Linked DNA regions of Pan troglodytes: region 1 is linked to region 2. Evidence: chromatin contacts called from public Hi-C data. All regions are on one chromosome and are shown on one strand. The core of a region is the stretch at or near the end of the contact, and the rest is flanking DNA. Distances in the headings are between cores, read along the strand shown. Region 1 holds the start of IFI27L2 (interferon alpha inducible protein 27 like 2). Region 2 overlaps OTUB2 (OTU deubiquitinase, ubiquitin aldehyde binding 2).

The links. Hi-C and Micro-C count contacts between places; a contact is called where the count stands out from the background.
Region 1: a contact with region 2 is called in a Hi-C map of stem cell-derived neural progenitor cells, with 2.7 times the contacts expected there. The contact joins the promoter of IFI27L2 here to the enhancer-like site in region 2. A contact is called at or near these places in 5 of 7 Hi-C or Micro-C datasets (blood, induced pluripotent stem cells, a lymphoblastoid cell line and 1 more), 1 of 1 datasets of contacts at active chromatin or transcription factors (stem cell-derived excitatory neurons) and 1 of 1 other capture datasets (stem cell-derived neural stem cells).

Annotation. Positions count from the first base shown.
Region 1 is chr15:92,135,460-92,140,350 of NHGRI_mPanTro3-v2.0_pri, forward strand. It overlaps IFI27L2 (interferon alpha inducible protein 27 like 2), which reads right to left and starts at 2,852. Exons shown (of 4, transcript XM_016926665.4): 1 at 2,572-2,852; 2 at 2,258-2,287; 3 at 1,472-1,633; 4 at 748-950. The coding sequence starts at 2,578. The coding sequence ends at 760.
Region 2 is chr15:92,054,140-92,058,941 of NHGRI_mPanTro3-v2.0_pri, forward strand. OTUB2 (OTU deubiquitinase, ubiquitin aldehyde binding 2) reads left to right here. Exons shown (of 7, transcript XM_016926661.4): 7 at 43-307. The coding sequence ends at 249. Among named protein-coding and RNA genes, the nearest start is that of OTUB2, 32 kb to the left of the region's middle. Within about 2 kb of position 3,177, at least 7 of the 24 cell types and tissues checked have an H3K27ac peak or open chromatin away from gene starts, as enhancers often do. A contact at or near this core is called in stem cell-derived neural progenitor cells and stem cell-derived neural stem cells, where this site is marked.

The DNA.
Region 1 (4,891 bases), core at 1,602-4,101, 81 kb after region 2:
ACCTGCTCCTCCTTCCCCTTGTGCAATTGTAAGCTTCCTGAGGCTTTCACCAGAAGTAGATGCCGGCACCATGCTTCTTGTACAGTCTGCAGAACTGTGGGCCCAATAGACCTCTTTTCTTTATAAATGACCCAGCTTCAGGTATTCCTTTATTGTTACCCCAAACAGCCTCACACAGTGAGGGTGTGGTCAGGGTTCCAGGTCTTCACGCATGAACTCAGCCTTTCCTTCAATTTTCCAGCCACATTTTGGTGACCATTCCTGACTCAGCCTCCTCCCCTCAAAGTACCTAGAGCCTGCATGTAACACTGGACACATTGTCTTTTCCTGCTGGCTTGCTTATTAGCCTTCTGACAAGACTTTGAGGTTAGGCAAGGGAAGGATGGTGTCCTGCTCATTCTGGGTATCTAGTGCCATTAATGAAGAACAGAGGGCTCTACAGTCAGTGGTTCCTGAAGTGCCCTGGCTTCCCCTCACCCCTGCCTCCTAACAGCAGCCTGTGACAATGCCAACATTGAATAAGGGGGAAACTGAGGCCCAGAAAAGGCCCATGAATGGCCCTGGGTCACATGGCCCATCTCCGTAAGGCTGAGACCAATCAAAGCCTTCTGCCTACCGATTATCTGCGTGGCCAACCACCTCCCTCTGCCCCTCCACGACAGGGCAGTCTAGGAGAGAGGGAGAACTGGAAACCTCCAGCTCAGAACTCCAACCAGAGCTGCAAGAAGCAAAACAGGGAGACGCATCTGCATGTGACCTTTATTCCTCATGTTTCTCTGACTTGAGTGGGGGTTTTGGAGGTTCACCTTGGGGTACATTTTCTCTTGCCTCATCTTTAGCCTCGGGTTCAGCTGGGAGAGAAGAAGAAGATGAATTCCCCAAGCAGGCCCCCAACACTGACCCAACAGAGGCCAGGAGGATGTTGGATGATGTGGAGAGTCCAGCTGCCCCTGTGGAGGAGACAGAGAATGAGCACAGGGGTCGGGCAGTGGCCCAGAAATCCCACCCGGATCCCTCCTCCAGGTCCTGAAAATCCCAGGGCTCTGCCATGGGTAGAAGCTGCTAGAGGCAACTAAAAGACAGCTCAGGGGTGAATTCACGGAAACTGAGAGACAGAGGGAGAGTCATCCACAGACAGACCCTAAGAGCTACAGAGCCCCTCACTTTACACAGGAGGCCACTGAGGCCCAGAAAGGACAGGGGACCTTGCCCAGGTCACCCAGGTGTCAGAACCCAGGCATTGCTCTTGGCCTAGGTTCCTTTCCTCTTCTCCCTACCCAGCACCCCATCACCCCTCCACTCCCACCCCAAACCTCACTCAGAAGGAGCCAGAAGAGGGGACAGTGAGGGAGAGACTGAAGACCCAGGAAGCTGAGGGTCACGGAACTGCAGGGTGAGAAGAGCTTCCCTCGGGCTCAGCCTCAGGGCTGGATCTTCTCGCAGCTCTGGTGGTCCTGTCTAGGACACTTACCCACAGACTGCAGAGTAGCCACCAGGCTCCCCGCAGAAACACCACCCCCGTTGGCAATGGCTGCTGCGGACATCATCTTGGCTGCTATGGAGGACGCGGCGATTCCTGCCCCAGTGAAGCCCATGGCACTGAGCACCACGGGCACAGCCCCCACTGCCAGGGCTGTGGGGAGAGAGAAGCTGAGTGCAGAGGTGGGCTCAGGAGAAGGGACCCTTCCCCCCGCCCCCCGCTTAGGAATTCCTTGACAGTTTCCGGAGACTGTCAGCTTGAGCAATAGAGAGATGGCAGGTTAGTGGTCTTCTGGTGAAGAAAAGGTGGAGTGTGGAGCCAGGTGAAGCAAAGATGTCATAGAAGGACCAGCCATGGCCCTGGTTTGTCTCTAACTTGCTGTGTGATGCTGAGGAAGTCAATACCCTTCATTGGGTCTCAAATTTGTGTGTGTGTGTGTGTGTGTGTGTGTATGTGTGTGTGTCCACGCATAAATGTGAAATAAGCCATGTGGAGTTTAGCTGCAAACCCTCTTTCAAACGATCTTCCTCCTATGCTGATTCGACATAAGGACTAGAAGAGAAGCTGGGTCAGGAATGGGAGTGAGCTTTTCCCTGGAGTATTTTGATGCTGCTCTCGGCCCTTGTGGCTCACTCAGGCTACTCGGGCAGCTTCGGAAGTGGAGGGTGAGAGGATGAGAGGATGAGAGCCAGCCCAGCGCCTCATCTCTGCGTTCTCCCAGCAGCCCCGGGACCAGGCTAGGTGAGGGCCTGGAGACAGGCGATCCGGGTAACTTACCTCCTCCCACTGCAGCAGCAGCTGCCCGTTCTAGAGAGAGAGTGCCAGGGGAAGGCAGAGGGAGAGGGGAAAGGGGAGAAAGAGGAGCGAGAGGGGCAGAAAGGGAGGGAGGGGGAGGGAAGAAGGGAGGGGGAGGGAAGCAAGGAGCGGAGGGAGGAAGGGAAGGGGAGGGAGGAAGGGAGGGAGAGGGAGTCAGTAGGTCAGCTGGTTGATGAAGTCAGGGAATGAAGCTATTCCCTGTCCCTTCCTGGGCTGGGGTCGGAGAAGCCTGCCCCCAGCCCAGCCCGCCAGCCCCCTGGGGAAGCAAGACTCACTCATCATGGTGAGGCCGTCCGGGTCCCAACTTGGCCCAGGAAATGACAGCGTTCTTGGGGTGTTACTTCCCCCTCCATCCAGTAGGGACGCGCCCACTCTGCCCTAGAGAGACGCAGGCCCCGCCCCCCGCCCCACCCCGCTCGCCCGGGAGCCTTCGCGACTCCCCGGCTCGCCTGTCCCGGCTTGATGGATCTACCGAAGAGAAAAGCGCTGGAAAGAACCTAGAAGCCAGAGCAAGTGAGCCCTGCTTCCAAATTGCTGTAGCACCGCCCCCCACTCCAACCCCGCCAATAACAGAAGAGCTGTTTGCTGCAAAAACCAAAACCAAAAACAACACAACAATAACAAAGAAACAAACAAAATGCAAGGAGAAAAATGATGTTTAATTTAATAAACGATGTTTAACTTCCAGAGAGACACTAATATAAATACATTCTGGCACGTTTGCTCCCAGCCTATGTCTCCCCTGAATATGTAAACACCCCCTCCACCACTGGCCAATTTCCCATCACACTCTGCCTTGCAAATTACTTACTTTAGTTAATCAACCATTTAGATTTCCCCAGGCTGCTTAATATCCTTCAACAAGATTTTTAAAAAGTCAAGTTTATTAAGGTGTAGGTGATTTACAAAGTAAAATTCACCCTTTTAGTGTACACTTCTGTGAGTCTGGGAGGCTTTGACAGCTCTGATTCAGACCGTTTTTTTTACATGCCCCGCCCCCTCCTCCATCAATTCTCTCATGCGCTTTTGGAGTCACCCCCGCCCTGCTCCTGGCAACCATCCCCGCCCATTTGCCTTTTCCAGAACTTCAATATGATATTTGTCATTAAATATTCCATCCCCGTGGGTTCAACGTATCAGCCCTCCCTTTTAAGGGTTCAAAGTCTAATTTTTGCTCTGATAAGTTATTTTAGCATGAAGTGCTAACATTATGGGGCACAAGTGTTTTCTGTATATTCCTGGAGGTGGAACTGCTGGGTCAGAAACTGTGCATTTTTTACAGCACCTGATACCTGTGTTGTTATGTTGGCATCCAAAACTATTGTCATCAGTTTACATTTTCCCAGAAGTATGTGAGAGAATCTATTTTTTTTCTACTCCTCACTAACAATTAGCTTTGTCGTTAAGAAACAATAACACAAAAACCCTTTGTTGATTTAATAGGTGACTTATTTTAATATACTTTTCTCTTCACCACTAGTGAGACTAAACTATTTTTAAGTTTATTAGCTTCATGTACTCCTTATTTTGTGAGTTATCTTCTCATATTCTTGGATCCTTGTTCTACTGAACAAGGATCCTTATTGGTATGTAGGAATTAATGATATATTAATTATCTTCATCCATTCTCATAGATGTTGCAAATTTTTATTTATACTTCATTCCTGCCTTTTTGGTGTTTTTTTTAAAACAGAAAAGTGTTTAATATTTATGCAAACTTACCAGTATTTTACTTTATTATTTTTGTCTTTAGAAAAGGCCATTTCTACTAGCTATTCAATACACTGTCACTTGTATTTTCTTTAGATTCTTCTGGGGTTTGCTATTTAAGATTTACTTTAATCCGTCTGGAATTTAGATTGGTACATATAGTGTTTTATGTATCCATATATGTCTTAGCCAGTTGTTCCACTACCATTATTGAATCATCTTACATTTCACCTTCAATTTGATATTCCATCTTTATATTCAAAACTCATTAGCTGGTATATATACCAGTATATCTGTTTGGATATTTTCTGTTCTGTTCCAAAAAGCTATCTCTTCTGGCAACAATATCACACTGTTTCAATCTTATAAATTTATTATCTGATTTAAAATCTGACTGTGCATAGCAGTATTGTTAATCCAGGGCTACACATTTTTTGTGAAGATTAAAAATACTTTGTAATGCTCTCTACTATCCTGAAATGAAATTCATAGATGACATTCTCTATTATAGTTACACACAAGGTATTGCCCAAACAAAAGAGAAACACAAGAAAATTATTTGTAATAAAATAGTGTATATTTCAGTATGTACATGCTCAAGCACTATTACACCAAAAGGTATAATGAAAGAATGAGTTGTTTGCAACCATATAAGTTTGGATTTAAGATGATACAATATTCAATGGTAAATTCTTAATTTTTTTTTTTCTTGAGATGGAGTCTTGCTCTGTCGCCCAGGCTGAAGTGCAGTGGCGCGATCTCAGCTCACTGTAACCTCCGCCTCCCAGGTTCAAGTGATTCTCCTGCCTCAGCCTCCCGAGTAGCTGGGATTACAGGTGCACGTCACCATGCCCAGCTAGTTTTTGTATTTTTAGTAGAGATGGA
Region 2 (4,802 bases), core at 1,927-4,426:
CCTCCCTCCTAAGCTGGCTTGTTTTCATTTTGGCCCCTGCAGGAAGTAGAGCCCATGGCCACGGAGTGTGACCACATCCAGATCACGGCGTTGTCGCAGGCCCTGAGCATTGCCCTGCAAGTGGAGTACGTGGACGAGATGGATACCGCCCTGAACCACCACGTGTTCCCTGAGGCCGCCACCCCTTCCGTTTACCTGCTCTATAAAACATCCCACTACAACATCCTTTATGCAGCCGATAAACATTGATTAATTTTAGGCCATGCAGTGGAACCTGTCACCTAATGGGACTGCATTCTGAATGGAACATTCCGGCTCTTCAATTTTTTAAGCAATTTAGACTGTAGCAAGAAAATGTGCAGCCTTTTGGGCAAAGCCCCTGGGAACGAGGCCTACCCATTATGGACTGTGGTAACTTGGTAGGATTTTTAGTATTTATTTTAATGGAGGGACAAATGCTTTCTAACTGGGCCCCCAACTCCACACCCCAGTTCGCAGTGAGGCGTGGGTGGGTCACCTGCCCTCTCTGGACTTGTTTCTTCAACTGGAGGAGGTCCCTGCCTATGCTGACATTCCATTGTAGAAAAATGGGGCCTCTGGTGTCTCTTTACCAGGGGCAGTGCCTCTCTGCGGGGGAGGAAAAGCTCAAGGTTAGCTGTCTTAACCCAAGTGACTTACCAGGCCTACAGAAGAGTCCAGTCCAGTCACTTGTTGGACTGGGCTCTGACAGATGGCCTGTTGAGGTCAACTGGAATGTGAGGGCTGCGGTGTGGTTTCAAACATTCATGATGGATGTATTTTCCTACCCCTAACTTAAGGAGAAAAAAAAAAGACTTCCTTTTTTTTGCCAAAGTCCAGAAAGGGGCCTTTAGCCTTTAGTAGGAGCTCAAATTGTTGGGGCCCCTCTACCTCTCTCAGGGCTAGAACTGCCTGACTCTTGGTGGACGAGCCCTTCAGGGTTCTGCTGTCAGCCCCACCTGGACAGAGGCTTACAAGACTAGGGTCTGGACCAGAATCTGTGTATTTCTGTCTGGGACCAGGAAGCTGCAGCTGTCCCATCATCCCCAGCGAATCCTAGAAGTGGAGTCTGGATACTTCAAGGATAGAGGTGTTGGCACGCACAGCCATGGACCCAGCTGAGCAGAGCAGACGCTTTGCAGGCTGCCCCTGGCTGCTTCCTCCCTTTCCCGCTTCTGCTCTCTTTATGGACTGGTCAGAGGGTAGGTGGGAAAGAACAGACAAGCCATGGAAGTTGGCAGTGGGGAGATTTCCACTGTGGAAACCGCCTGGGAATTCTGGCCAGCAGCTTCCTCCTTCAGCCACCTGGCCATACCCCTTAAATAAGCCCCTCACCTTGCTGCCTCAGGACCTTCAAGATTCCATCTGTGGGCTGGCCGGCAAGATGGCACCAGTGGGGACCCACACCCTGGCTGGGCGGAGGTGCTGCTAGCAACCTCTCTTCCTCTATAAGAGGAAATGGAAAATGCAGGGTGTGGAATTGCCCTTTGGGGTCCTTCCTTAATTGAAGGCCACCTTCTCACAGGTTTCATTCTGCAGGGATTTACTGGAATCTATTGGTGCTGCTGCGTGAGTCTGCTGACAACCTGACTGCACAAGGACTGGGTAGCAGACTCCTCAGAGTCCTCTTGACACAAATGTCAGATTTGTGTCACTCTTCTGCCTTCATGAAAAGCCAATAGCACTCTCAGATATCAGGGGATTTTAGTTCCAAGCAGGGACCCTGGTTTCCATACTGCCCTCAGCTGGAGTTTGGATCCAAAGGCTCTGGCTAAGTCATTATGTCACTTTTTCACAGGAATGTAAATTTGACCGTCACCTCTGAATTTGTTCAGTGTCCCACCATGGTCTATGAGAAGTACACTGGAAGCGTGGGGGGAACACATGACATGATTTGTGAATAGCATCATCTTTGCCAGACAAGTCTCCAGGGGATCCCTGTTTCCCAACTGAAAGGTGTGAACGGACACACACATGGCCTGGATGACGCCTTGGCTGTTCTAAGGGGCTGTAAGGTGGGCTCTGGGCCTTCCAGCTAGGCTCTCAAGCACAGCAGAAGCCTCACTGGGCTGCTATGTCTCTGTATTTGTGGCTTGTGTGGTAGCCTCAGAAGCAGAGCTGTTTGGCAGACTGGCTGGAGAAATTCCCTCTAGGAGACTTCCTGTGCTGTGCTTCCAGGTCACAGAGCCCCCCGGAAACTCACAGGGGCCCTCTTCCCAGAAAAGAATCTATTCTATCACTTCAGAATCAGGACACTCAAGCTCTGGCAGAGGAAGGCCAAGTTACTTTCATGGTCTTACCCTCTGCTTTTCCCCTTTTTGCAAAAAACCACTGGCCAAATCCGAACCATTGCCCTTGTTTCCCCCACGTTCTCTCTCAGATCTTTGTCTCGAAGGGAAAACATAGTGGATGAAAAGGTGTGGCAGGCTTTGGCAGCTTGTTAAAATCTAGTCATCTGTGGATGTTACCTTGCTTGTCCACAGCAGCCAGTCACCCTGGCCAGTCCCACTTCCTGGATAATTCTCTACCCTCACCCCAGAGCCATCTCTCTCCAGACCAAAAGCTGGAAGGAGAGTTGCTTTGAGAGCTTGTTTTCACAACTGCATGTTTATTATGATACTTTCTCTCCAAAGGAAACTTTTAAATCAATGGGAACAATTAGCAACAGAAAGAGCACAGTCCCTGCTTTTGACTGGGTTCCTATTTTAAGCACAAATGAGAGCTCTGGAGCCAGAATGCCAGGGTTCAAACTTCAGCATTCACTTACTAGCTGTATGATCTTGGCCAAGTCACTTCACCTCCCTGAGCCCCAATTCCCAAGTTTGTGAAATGGCAACAATACCTATGTGTCACTGGATTATTGGTTAAAACGGAATGAGATTCCTTGTGTGAAAATAGCTATTATACCTGACACACTCATCGTATGGGCTCTACAAAGGGATATTCCCCAACCTGTCCTTCCTGACAGGAAGCATAGGGCACTGCAGATGGGGAAGCATGTCACCTTGGCAGTGACTCGGTGGCTTCCCAAGCAAGATTGTCAGGGGAACCATGAGAGAGAGTCTAGGAGCCAAACACATCACCACCCTGAGCAGATACAGGAGTGGGGAGGGGGCTGTAACTCAGTGAGTGGCTTCCAGGGGCCCCAGGCCCTGCGGGATGTGGGCCAAGCCCTACAGCTTCCCTGGGCAGTAAGTAAAAACATTCTCCTAGCATTAAAATGGTTTCCATAACTACTTTTGTCCTGGCTTCTTAATACTGGGTACCTGGCATGCAGCCAAGAACTCTGCTTTTCCGTGGTGCTTATGTATTAAGTAGATTAGCTGGGGAGGGATATTCCTTGTTTAATGGCAGATCCAGGACACTCTGGAAGCTCTGCCCACCAACTTCACCTTACCAGGCGAGAGTAGCACTGCTTGGAAGGCTGCTCCTGTCTTTTAAAGCCTGTCTACGTATTAGCTCCTCCACCAAGGAAAAGAATTTGCTGTTAGATGGCTAGGACAGGACACGGACAGTCATCAGGGGATCAATGTTTGGCTTATGACAAGTGGCTTCACTCCCACGGCTCAGGTGCTATTAGGGGATATTGAGCCCGCTTACTAACCCCACTGACCACCACTGCATCATTTGGAAAATGGAGAGTCTCCCTGCCATTCTCTGATAGCTGTCAGTCAGGAGCTGACCTCACAGACAAGGGCAATTTCCCCTCCTATTCAGGTCACTGGTGACACTGGGGGATGGGAGGCCATTCCTTGGCAACACTTCTGAGACTGAAGTAGTTTTCTGAACTTGTCCTGGGCCCAAAAGGAAGATACTAATCCCACCTCTGCTACTTGGCTGCTGCGTGGCCCTGGGCAAGTCTCAATCAGTGGGTGTCTATATGCTCAGGTACAAAAAACACTATTAAGACTTATAGATGGGCACAGTGGCTCACACCTGTAATCTCAGCACTTTGGGAGGCTGAGGCAAGAGGATCACTTGAGGGCAGGAGTTTTGAGACCAGCCTAAGCAACATAGTGAGACCCCATCTCTACTAAAAAAAAAAAAATTCAGCCAGATGTGGTGTTGTGTGCCTGTAGTCCCAGCTACTTGGGAGGCTGAGGCGGGAGGACTGCCTGGGCCCAGGAGTGTGAGGTTGCAGTGAGCTGTGATTGTGTCATTGTACTCCAACCTGGGCAACGGAGCAAGACCCTGTCTCAAAAAAAAAAAAAAATTATTTCTCAGGACCTTCAAGACTAAATGCTAATTAGATAAAAGTGCCAACCATGAGGCTGAGAGAGGCTAGCTACTTAGATCTTGGGGTATCTTGGTCCCTTTGTGTATCCTCTTCAATTCCCTAGCACCCCTTGAACTAAACAACTGTATTGTATTGTGCCCCGACGAATATCTGTTTGGAAGCCAGACAGCTGTGCAGAAATCTATGCTTCTCCCATGGTTGTGGGAGTTGTGGATACTCACCTACACTGATCCAGACAAAGCTGGGGCAGCATTGGGAAGTCCCTAGTTCCCTGAGCACATATTTATACCAGGCTGACCAAGCCTTGAGTTCCTCTTCTCCCAAGGAGCTCAGCTAAGGGAACACAGCATGGCAAGTGCTATGAAGAGGGTAAGCACGGGACACTAAGGGAGCCCCAGGAGAAGCACTGCTTCCCCTTAGAGGCTCAGGACTAGAGGACCCATGGCAGTGCTCCAGGATGGAGAAGGCCAAAAGGCAATCCAGACCGACGGAAAAGCCTATTCTGCACAAAGGCTCAGGACAAGAGAAGGGGTGCATGGAACCGTGG